2 separate regions of the Rattus norvegicus genome follow, and region 2 is linked to region 1. The links are chromatin contacts, called in public Hi-C maps. All regions are on one chromosome and are shown on one strand. The core of a region is the stretch at or near the end of the contact, and the rest is flanking DNA. Distances in the headings are between cores, read along the strand shown.

Region 1 (4,506 bases), core at 683-3,182:
ACACCCAGCCCCCCTGGTCCAACTCCAGGTACAAGGAAAACACTCCCTGAGCCGCCTCCAGGCTCCAGGCCAGGAGAGAGACCAAACAGGCCAGTCCGGCTGCTCCAGTGTCCCTGGTGGGAGGAGAGGCAACCTGTGGCTCCTCAGGTCAAAGCTCTCACATCTGGTGCAGGGCCCTAGTAACTCTACCTTGTGGTGAAGACAGGAAGAGGCTCATAGAAAGGCTTCCTGTCTGGACAAGGCTCCTGGGCATTGAGGCCCCACACTGCCCTGGGCCCTGTGACAGGGAAAGCCCCCTTAAGATTTATCTAGGGGCTGGGGGATTTAGCTCAGTGGTAGAGCGCTTACCTAGGAAGCGCAAGGCCCTGGGTTCGGTCCCCAGCTCTGAAAAAAAGAACCAAAAAAAAAAAAAAAAAAAAGATTTATCTATAGAACTGGGGCCTCATGCACGTCCCAGGGGAGCTGAACCCAGACATGCCAATGTCGGTGGCTGCCTCTTGAGAGCCTCTCTATGTTCCATAGTCTCCTCTTTGCCTATAAGATGCATGTGACAGATGGACTCTTAAGCGAGTCACTCCAGCTCCCAAGCAGACAGAGGGGCTATCTCTGTAGGAGCCATGCTGGGAATTCTCGCTGTCAGAGGTAAGGTGTGGGTTCCCATCCTCCAAGGCTACCTCTACTAATGCCCTGCCTGGGGTCTCTCACACAGAGACAGGTCCTTGCCCTGGTCCCAGGACCAGCAGAGGTCTTGGCCACAGACACTACTCTTGGGCTAACCCCAGCCATGGACTGAGGAGGGAGTAAAAGCAGAGATGGGTCCTCAGACTCCCACCCACCCCATCCCACCCAGATTAGACCCTGGAACCTGGCTAGCCACTTGGGAGGACATAATGCTCCTGTTGCAGCTCTCCCTGACTCTGACCCATGCCCAGCTCTCTTGCAACAGCTAGGACCTGAACACAGCAAGATGGGCGCTTCCAAGTGGTCAGCATTCCGTGGAATCCTCAATCTCTTTTTGGGCTCCACCCTTGAAGGATCGGAACCCACACCTTACCCCTGACAGCGAGAATTCCCAGCATGCCTCCTGCAGAGGCAACCGCTCTGTCTGCTTGGGAGTTGGAGTGACCCACAATTAAAGGGTCTCAAGTCTGGGAGAAGGAAGGATATAAACCGGCTACCCAAGGCCATGAATACTGGAAGCTTCCTGCCAGGGGAGAGTGAAGATTCAGACCTCATGTCCTCCCCACATTCTTGTGTCCAAGTTTACAAGGAAGGACATTGTCAGAAAAGGTCACCATTGCCTCGAGGCAGGCAGTGAGACAGCAATCCTCCAGAGTCCGTGGGGAGGGCATCACAGGTAGTATGAGATAGCCTGGACCCAGCCTTCTCTGCTTCGTGCATTTCTGACCAGCAATTCCCATCTGTGGTCTGTGGTCCACCTGGCTCTGGATATAAGGTTTTCCCCTTCCTAGCATCCCACAGTTCAGGTCAATCTCTAGGAAAGGTATCAAAGACCGAGGGTCAGGTTGATGGCCAGCAAGAGCCTGAGGTGCTGTCTCCAAAACCCAGGCACCCAGCAGGGTGTGGAAGGTGCAGGGTATCCCGGCACAGTGGGTGAGCAGGCCGTTCCAGAGCTGCTCCAGGGTGGCCCCATGTGGTTCCTCTGGGGACTGCAGGTCTTTCCTAAGCTTGCCTTTCCCTACAAGGAGCAAGCAATAAAGACGTTAATAACGGCGGGCAGGAAGGGATTCCCGGGCACTGTGCCACGCTCCACCCCACTCATGATCACACCTAACCGCTCCACCGGCCCAGAGGAGTGAGTCCTGTTATCTGCCCTCCCTTTTGAATGAGGAAACTGAACTTCAAGCTGCAAAGCCGGTGATAGCTGAGGTCAGGATTTGACTTCTGCTGGACTGAGAGCCCCGCCCCTTGCAGGGAGTGGTTCAGGAGGTCTAGGCAGGGCACCAACCCCTCCAGGAGCTGGCCAAGGGTCCTCCTGTCCTCTCTCTCCATCCTTTAGGTTCCAGCCCAGAGCTCTGACTCGGGCCTGCAGTGAGAGGCCACCAGGTACGAAGGTCCATGAGTGAGTCCTGATTCCATCGTGACCGTGACTTTTCCATTTCCTGTCCCCTGAGAGGATTTGAGGCAGGGAGGAAGTGAAGACTCAGCCATTACCAGTCCAAGCCAGAGAATGCTAACATGGGCAATTGAACATTTCTGAAAAGAGCCACTCCTCCAGAGGCCAGGTTGTGCCCTTACAGCGCAGAAGCACAATGACCCTCCGTCCTTCTGGGTGGGTGTGGAGAGGGAGCTCTCCTGTGGGGTCAGGCCCAGCCATGACAGAAAGTGGGGCTGTCGTGAATAGGACAGATGGCTTCAGAGGTGCCTTAGGGGGTCAGAGCAGGGCAGAGCTCAGGACAACATGAGAGACAGTATCCTAGGGCTGCTAGGGGCACTGACAAGTCAAGGGTGGCTCTGCCTGTAAAACGCAGGCCAAGCCTGGCTAGTGCACCAGAGAGAGACAGGAGGGAGTACAACAGGAACCAGGCCTGCAGCTCCAGAGGCATCCCCAAGCTCCTGCCCAGAAGCTGTGACCAAAGTACTTGTACAAGACAGCCGGGCTGGGGCAGGAACAGGTCAGGAACCCGGGCACATGCTCCCCTGTTCCCAGCTGCACCTCAGGCCCCAGCTGTACAGAGCAGATCACCTCCTTCCCTGAGCTTTGACTTCATCCATTCCTTAGGAAGTTTCGAGACTGCTCAAGACCCAGGGAGATAACGTATACTGACGGTCTTCACAGCTCTACACCTCCCCTGGTGCGGAGAAGCAGCCAGGCTGAGGAAGAGAAGTTTGTTTTTGACTCAGGCTCCCATTGGGGAAGGAGGAGCTGGGACCATGCCTCCTGGACTGGCCCCAGAGCACATGGCTCCCAGGGCTCCCTCTACTTTAGGGTCTGATATTCCCCTGACCCCAGAGCCACCAATGCCTCCTCTGACTAGGTCATTATGTGCAACACAGTGCCCACAGGTGAGGGCGGGTGTGAGGCAGTTAACACACACACACACACACACACACACACACACACCCCTCTCACATCTCAATTCCAGGACCCCTCCTGCTACCTGAGGCACACAGCACCCTGCCCTACCAGTATAGGAAACTGGTTTCTGCTACAGCCTGTCTGGCTTCTCTCGGACCCTCTGAAGGACGCAGCTTCTAGAGCTTTACCAGACCCCAGGGATCAACCTCGTCATCCCACCCTGCACCCAGGAGAAAGGGAAGGGTTGTGGCCTGGGCGGCCGTACGTTCATGCAGTCAACACACATTTATTGGGCATCGACTCTGTTCCAAACCCTAGTTTGCAGCAGGGGCCTCAGAGGCAAGGTGCACACAGACCCTGCCCTGTGGTGCTCACAGCCTGGCAGGGCAGCTGGTCACATGAGCAGACATTCACAATACAGTGTGGTCAGTGTGTTAGAGGTAGGAGCACAGAGGAAAGACCTTGGCCTGGCCGTGGGTAGCAAGGAGGGCTTCCTGGGGGATGTGTCACTTGAAGAGATTAGGGAGTGAGCAGGAGTTAGGGAGTCTCTTTTGAGGGTGTGGCCAGTGCAGAAGTTCAGAGGTTTGGGAGAGATGAGGATGGTGGCGGTGGTAGCTGGGGGTCAGGCAGGGCCCACCAGAAAGAGCTGAAAAGCCAGCAGATGACAGGAAGCACGAGGGTGTGAAGCAGGCGAGGGGACAGGGCCTGCCAGGAGCCATCGTGGAAGGTGGCAGAAGGGTCAGGGGCGCCAGTGGGTGGCCATGGGCAGCAATGGGGGCCAATGAGGCCCTGGTCCGAGGAGTCTGACCCTACCCAGGGCTCAGCAGGGTGGGGGTGGGGGTGCAGGCTGCCAGCCCCGGGGCCTCAGGGTGCACAGCACAGGGTCCAGTGGCTTGAGCGTAGCCTGCTCTTGCAGCCCAAAGCGCTGCCCAGGTACCAGCCGGAATTCGAGCCTCTGAAGCAGCTTGGCCATAACGACTTTCACCTCCATCTGTAGGGGAGGGACATGGAGGGAAGGAGAGAGAGGGGGAAGGGGGAAGCAGTGAAGACAGGAAGGAGGATAGGAAAGGGAGAACACAGAGAGCCAGTGGAGAAGCACAGACGCAGATTCTCCTTTCTTTTCTCCTGTCTGGCACACTCAGCCCCAGCCCCCAATTCCCCGCCCCCCCCAGGCCACCAGCCTGGTCCCACCCTGCAGTTATTTCTTGGGGGCCCCAGGCAACACGCCCCTACCTGAGCAAACTGCTGCCCGATGCAGGACCGGTGGCCCAGGGAAAAGGGGAAGTAGGTAAACCTCGGCCTGCAGGAGAGAGGCCCTTCAGGGTCAGCACAAAGAGCAGGGTGTCCCACCACTGTCCCTTCCCCCACATGACCAGCTTAGGCCCAGGAGCAGAGCCATCCTCAGGAAACTGCTGAGCTCTGCCCCTCAGACACCTGTGTCAGTTAGTGTTGATCATCAACCTGGC
Region 2 (4,653 bases), core at 1,432-3,931, 65 kb before region 1:
CCCATACACACATATATGCATATGTGCCCATATACACATTCACGCATGTACACACACACACACACACACACACACACACACACGTTTGAGATTCCCAGCTCACTTTACAAATTCTAAATATTTAGAAGGAAAAAAAATGCATGCAACTTCAACTTAAACAAGTGAGCAGACCCCTAAAAGATGTGCATGGACAGCCTTTTCAGGAGCTCGAAGGCTTCTGAACTTCCTAGCTGGCAGGCAGTAGAGACCAAGTACCGGGAGACAACAGAAAACAGTTGAGAGGTGAGCTTAGACATCTCATTGCTAAGGGGAGCGTCTCTTACAGATGTGTCCTTCCACCGGTACTTTGTCTTGTGGCCATCCGCTCGGTAAGTGTGTGCTGCCTCTTCTGAGGATGATCCAGTACAGCTAGGACTTGAGTCCCTGTCACTTTGAAAATCTTGAGTCGAGCTGGGCATATGAAAATGTGTGAGTTCACATATTACCCCGCTGGGACCTAGCCCCGGTGATGTAAATCTCTACTTTAAAAGTCAAGGACCCCCTTCCTGATGCCCCTAAGGAAACACTCAAGTTTCATTCAGTTCTTTTTGAGACGGCATCTCTGTGACCTGCTGCTTCAACTGAATCATGGTCGCAGTTAACCGAGTGGGATTCATTTATATTTTCACTTCATGCAAACCTACTGACTAACTTCACGCCAGCACATCTGTTGCCTAAGACACCCCTGGATAACAGCCATTTCTATCCCCCAAAGCCTCTTTGGTTTTAAACTTTCATCACGAAGGTAACTCCAAAAACTACATACTGCAGAGCTAACTCTTCAAGGGAAACAAATTCAACAGTTGTTGGTGTGGTCTTAAAGCACCATTATTGTTCTGTCTTAGAGCTATTTTTCCCCCAGTTGTCACCTCCCCAGCATAAAAGAGCTGGTTTTCAGCTTCCTTTCCGAATCTTCACTACCAGCCAAATATCATACCAGCAGCCCTAAGCCGGCAGCCGATAGAAGGCAAGAGTCCAAAATGAAACAACTTACAAATGAAACAATTTTATAGCCGAACTACCAAAGAAGCTGGGTGCCCCACCCTGAAGAGCTGCCCCAATAAAGTTCCTGTGCCCATTTTCATACTCCAACTGTCAATAATATGCCCACATACGGGGTATGCAAAGGCTTTGTGCCTGGCTAACGTTCCTTTTTGTGCGCCTCACGCCTGTCCCAGTCAACACAATGAGAATCCACCAGAACCACGCTAAAGGCTGTACCTGCCCGGGACTGCAAAAGTAGCTGTTTAGACGTGATTGATTATCAGTCAATTAAGGAAACTATTCAAAGTGCTAATTGAAGAATCTGTTCAACCTGCCCCGGAGCAGAAACATTCCCATGAGTCTATACTATTAAGTACCCCAGTGGCCGGTGGGAAACCAAACACAATCTATCTGCCCCACATGAAAACCGTAAGTATATATAGTCATTAAAAGAAAAAGGCAAATTCCACCAGACAAAGGGAAACAGGGTACCGAGTGAATCAGCACATTCGTCCCTCTGAATGCTCAGAGATAGCCAGCCCTCTTTTGCAAACAGGTGGTACCAAGCAAGAAACATTTCCCTAGAATTACAACTGCAATGTAAATTTTCTCCAGTCGTTCAAGGGTCTGGAATTGAAATTTATCCTGGCTGCACTCGAGCAAATTCTGCAAAAGCCACACTTCACCCCTTAACGAACTTCTGCCAAGGCAATAACTCCCAATATGAAAAAAAAAAGTGTGGTAAACTTTTGTGCATGAATTATCGTACATCACGCTCTGATAAAATATGCAGAGCGCGATGGAAAAAAATCTTTCCCAACCCTGCTAGAGAGACTATAAAATCTTTACAGCACGTATGATTCTATATATTTTTAAGATGCCATATTGGTAGCAATGGTTGTCTCCTCCCTGTAAAAACTGCCACACACATATACCCGGAGAAAGAGAAAAAAAATCTATGATGCCATAAACAAAATAAATAAGGTCTAACACTTTTAAGCCAGGTCCACCCGCTCCGGAGCACATTTAACCGTGATGATTCCATCCAAGTGACCCCAAAAGGATTCTGGAGGTCCATCTGCAGCCAGCCCTGCCTGCATCCTGAAAAGGTTTTTGTTTTTGTTTTTGTTTTTGTTTTGTTTTTTTGTTCCGGCAGTGATTTGTTTGCTGAGTTCTGCATCCAGCACTGTCCAAACAGATGTGAGTTTGGAAGCGAAAGAGCAACACGTCCCCGGAACGACGAGGTTGCCCGGGCCTCCCGGCTCCGGGGCTCCCGGGCTCCCGCGCGCGCTTTCCGCCGCTGCATCCGCTGGGGCTCTGAGAACCACAGATCCGCCCTCGCCGGGAGCCCGGGATGGGTATCGGGGAGCCCGGGAGCCCGCAGCCCGGGAGAAGCGCGGCCCCGCGGCCCCAGCACAATGCGCCGGCGGGAACCGGAGCCACTTGGCGCGGCCTCGCCCGCGGCCCGGCCTGGCCCTCGCCGCTCGGTCCCCGTGCCCCCGTCCGCCCGCCCATGCTCACCGTTGCAGAACTGCAGCAGCGAGGACGTGTCGTACAGGCTGCTATAGCTGGAGAAGCCGTCCTCCATGCTGAGGCCGGGCCGCGCCCGCTCCGGCCGCGCTCACCCACACACTGCGCCCTGCCGAGCCGCCGCGGCGCTGGCGCTGGGGCCGGCCCTGCTGTGGCTGCCGCCGGTCACCATGGCAACCCGGGCCCGCCGCCGCCGCCGCTGCCGCCGCCGCCGCCGAGAACGAGCAACCGGCGCCCGCGCTGCCCGCGAGGGGGCGGCCTCGGTGGCATGGCCCGGAGGAGACGTGGCGGGCGGGGCACAGAGCTGGGCGCGTCTGGGTCCCGCCTGGGTCCCCGCCCTGGTCCCCTCCCTGGTCCTTGCTCCTAAGGTCTACAGCCAGAATGCTCCGGGTTGGGGGTGGGGGTGGGGAGGAAAGGGAGAGAAGCCAAGGAACGCTTACAGCCCTTTCCCGGACCCTGGGGACCCTCTTGCCCACCCTTTGTCCTCCACGCGCTGTGCCCCCGGCACCCCGAACAGCTGCTGCACTAAACTTGGAACACAGTGGTGCTTGCCACCGTCATAGCGCCTCCCACCGGACCACTTCCAGTAAGGCTCATCCCCTGATCTGCAAGTTCTCCAGCTCAGGGCTTGTAACTCCGAGAACCCTCGAACCCCATGGGGGACTAAGGATGCAGAAAGAGGTGTACCACGTCCTCCTTCCTCTGTGACCAGCTCGTATGATGCTGTCACCTTAGACTACATTGTTAAAGACCCACAGGTCTGGGCTCACCACCAGGAAGAGAATGTCAACTTAAGAAAATTGTAAGAAACAAACCCAAGAGTCAGTAAACACACTCAGCCTAGATACATAAGTGCCAGCTAAGTTAGCGATCTGAACCTTTCTACCCATGGCTAGAAATAAAGATTCTGCCAAGTGATAAGCGAGAAAGCTGAAGAGAAAGGAAGGCTTGAGCGATGGGTGGGCTCTGTCCACTAGAGGTGAAATTCTAACTTCCAGATCTTGAATACAATTGTCACCTAATAGTCACGTGATTATAACGAAATCGAAAGTTAACCGGAAAAGTTCCAGACCTCTCTAGGACTCTGAAGTCTATTTTCTCACACTTCACTAGAGGACAAGGCTAGGGATGGGATGTGTCACTCTGGTCCTCAAAGATGTAGGCAGAAGGAAGAGAAGCTCAAGCCTCGTCCCTGTCCTAAGGAGACCACACTTAGAAAACGCGGTTATATGGTAGGAAATGTGTGATGGGTGGAGCAGGAGGGCTCCAGATGTTGTTGATTAAACTGTACCACATGGGTGAGGGAGAACCACGCTAGCAGGGAAACGAGGAAGATGAGAGAGCCTGCTGTCAGGCTAGGAGCTTTGGCCTGACCTGACTGGGGGGCTCGTGTTGCAGACATATGGGGAATGAGATTGGGCTGAGGGAAAGGGTCCAGACAAGAAGCCTGGAAGGGAAAAACAAGACAGGCTCTGCAGACCGAAGGGCAAAAGGAAGTCTTCAGGCATCGGTGGATGGGTGGGTTAGAGGGCTGAGGTCGGCTGTGACCTGGACCGCCAGAATCAGGACTTGTCAAACAACCCAATGTGCCTTCAGTGCTCCAGAGATGGGGCACCAAGAAGCCCAGATGATCACAGGGAGGAAGACTGGAGGATGGGCTATAGGGAGATTACTGTAGGACAGGCCCAGATGGATGAGGAAGGTCGAGCCAGGACAGCAAATCTTCCATTAGATCGCTATGGCAGTTGTAGGAGACCCTGGCAAAGCGATCACTGGGTGAGCCTTCTAAAGCAACAAGTAGAAAGTTAGCTAGGTGTTGGTACCAAAGCGGTGGGGAGGCAGAGAGGGGAGTGCGGAAAGAACAGACAGGAAGCCAGCAGCTCCGAAGAGGAAATAGCCTCAGGAAGCTGCCGGCACAGAGCTTCCAGGAGGTTGGCACTGTCCTCCCTTCTCTATAGAGCAGCATCTACAAAGGACCAGGCTAGAGAAAACCCCACGTACATGGTGAGGACAGATGCCTCCAGGTGGCCCTGCAGCATTGTGGAGAGAGAACGTTGGTGGGAGACAGGTCCCCAGATGCCCCCGGTAAAGACTGCGCGT

Evidence for each region. Hi-C and Micro-C count contacts between places; a contact is called where the count stands out from the background.
Region 2: a Hi-C map of Schwann cells shows a contact between it and region 1, with 11 times the contacts expected there. The contact joins the promoter of Eml1 here to the enhancer-like site in region 1. A contact is called at or near these places in 8 of 12 Hi-C or Micro-C datasets (the A7r5 cell line, the Rat2 cell line, Schwann cells and 5 more).

The regions. Positions count from the first base shown.
Region 1 is chr6:133,037,972-133,042,477 of GRCr8, reverse strand. It overlaps Cyp46a1 (cytochrome P450, family 46, subfamily a, polypeptide 1), which reads right to left. Exons shown (of 15, transcript NM_001399701.1): 14 at 4,274-4,340; 15 at 3,311-4,031. The coding sequence ends at 3,861. Among named protein-coding and RNA genes, the nearest start is that of Cyp46a1, 28 kb to the right of the region's middle. Within about 2 kb of position 1,932, at least 37 of the 93 cell types and tissues checked have an H3K27ac peak or open chromatin away from gene starts, as enhancers often do. A contact at or near this core is called in Schwann cells, where this site is marked.
Region 2 is chr6:133,103,962-133,108,614 of GRCr8, reverse strand. It overlaps Eml1 (EMAP like 1), which reads right to left and starts at 2,681. Exons shown (of 22, transcript NM_001399711.1): 1 at 2,545-2,681. The coding sequence starts at 2,611. It overlaps LOC134479476 (a long non-coding RNA gene), which reads left to right and starts at 2,956. Exons shown (of 2, transcript XR_010052838.1): 1 at 2,956-3,785.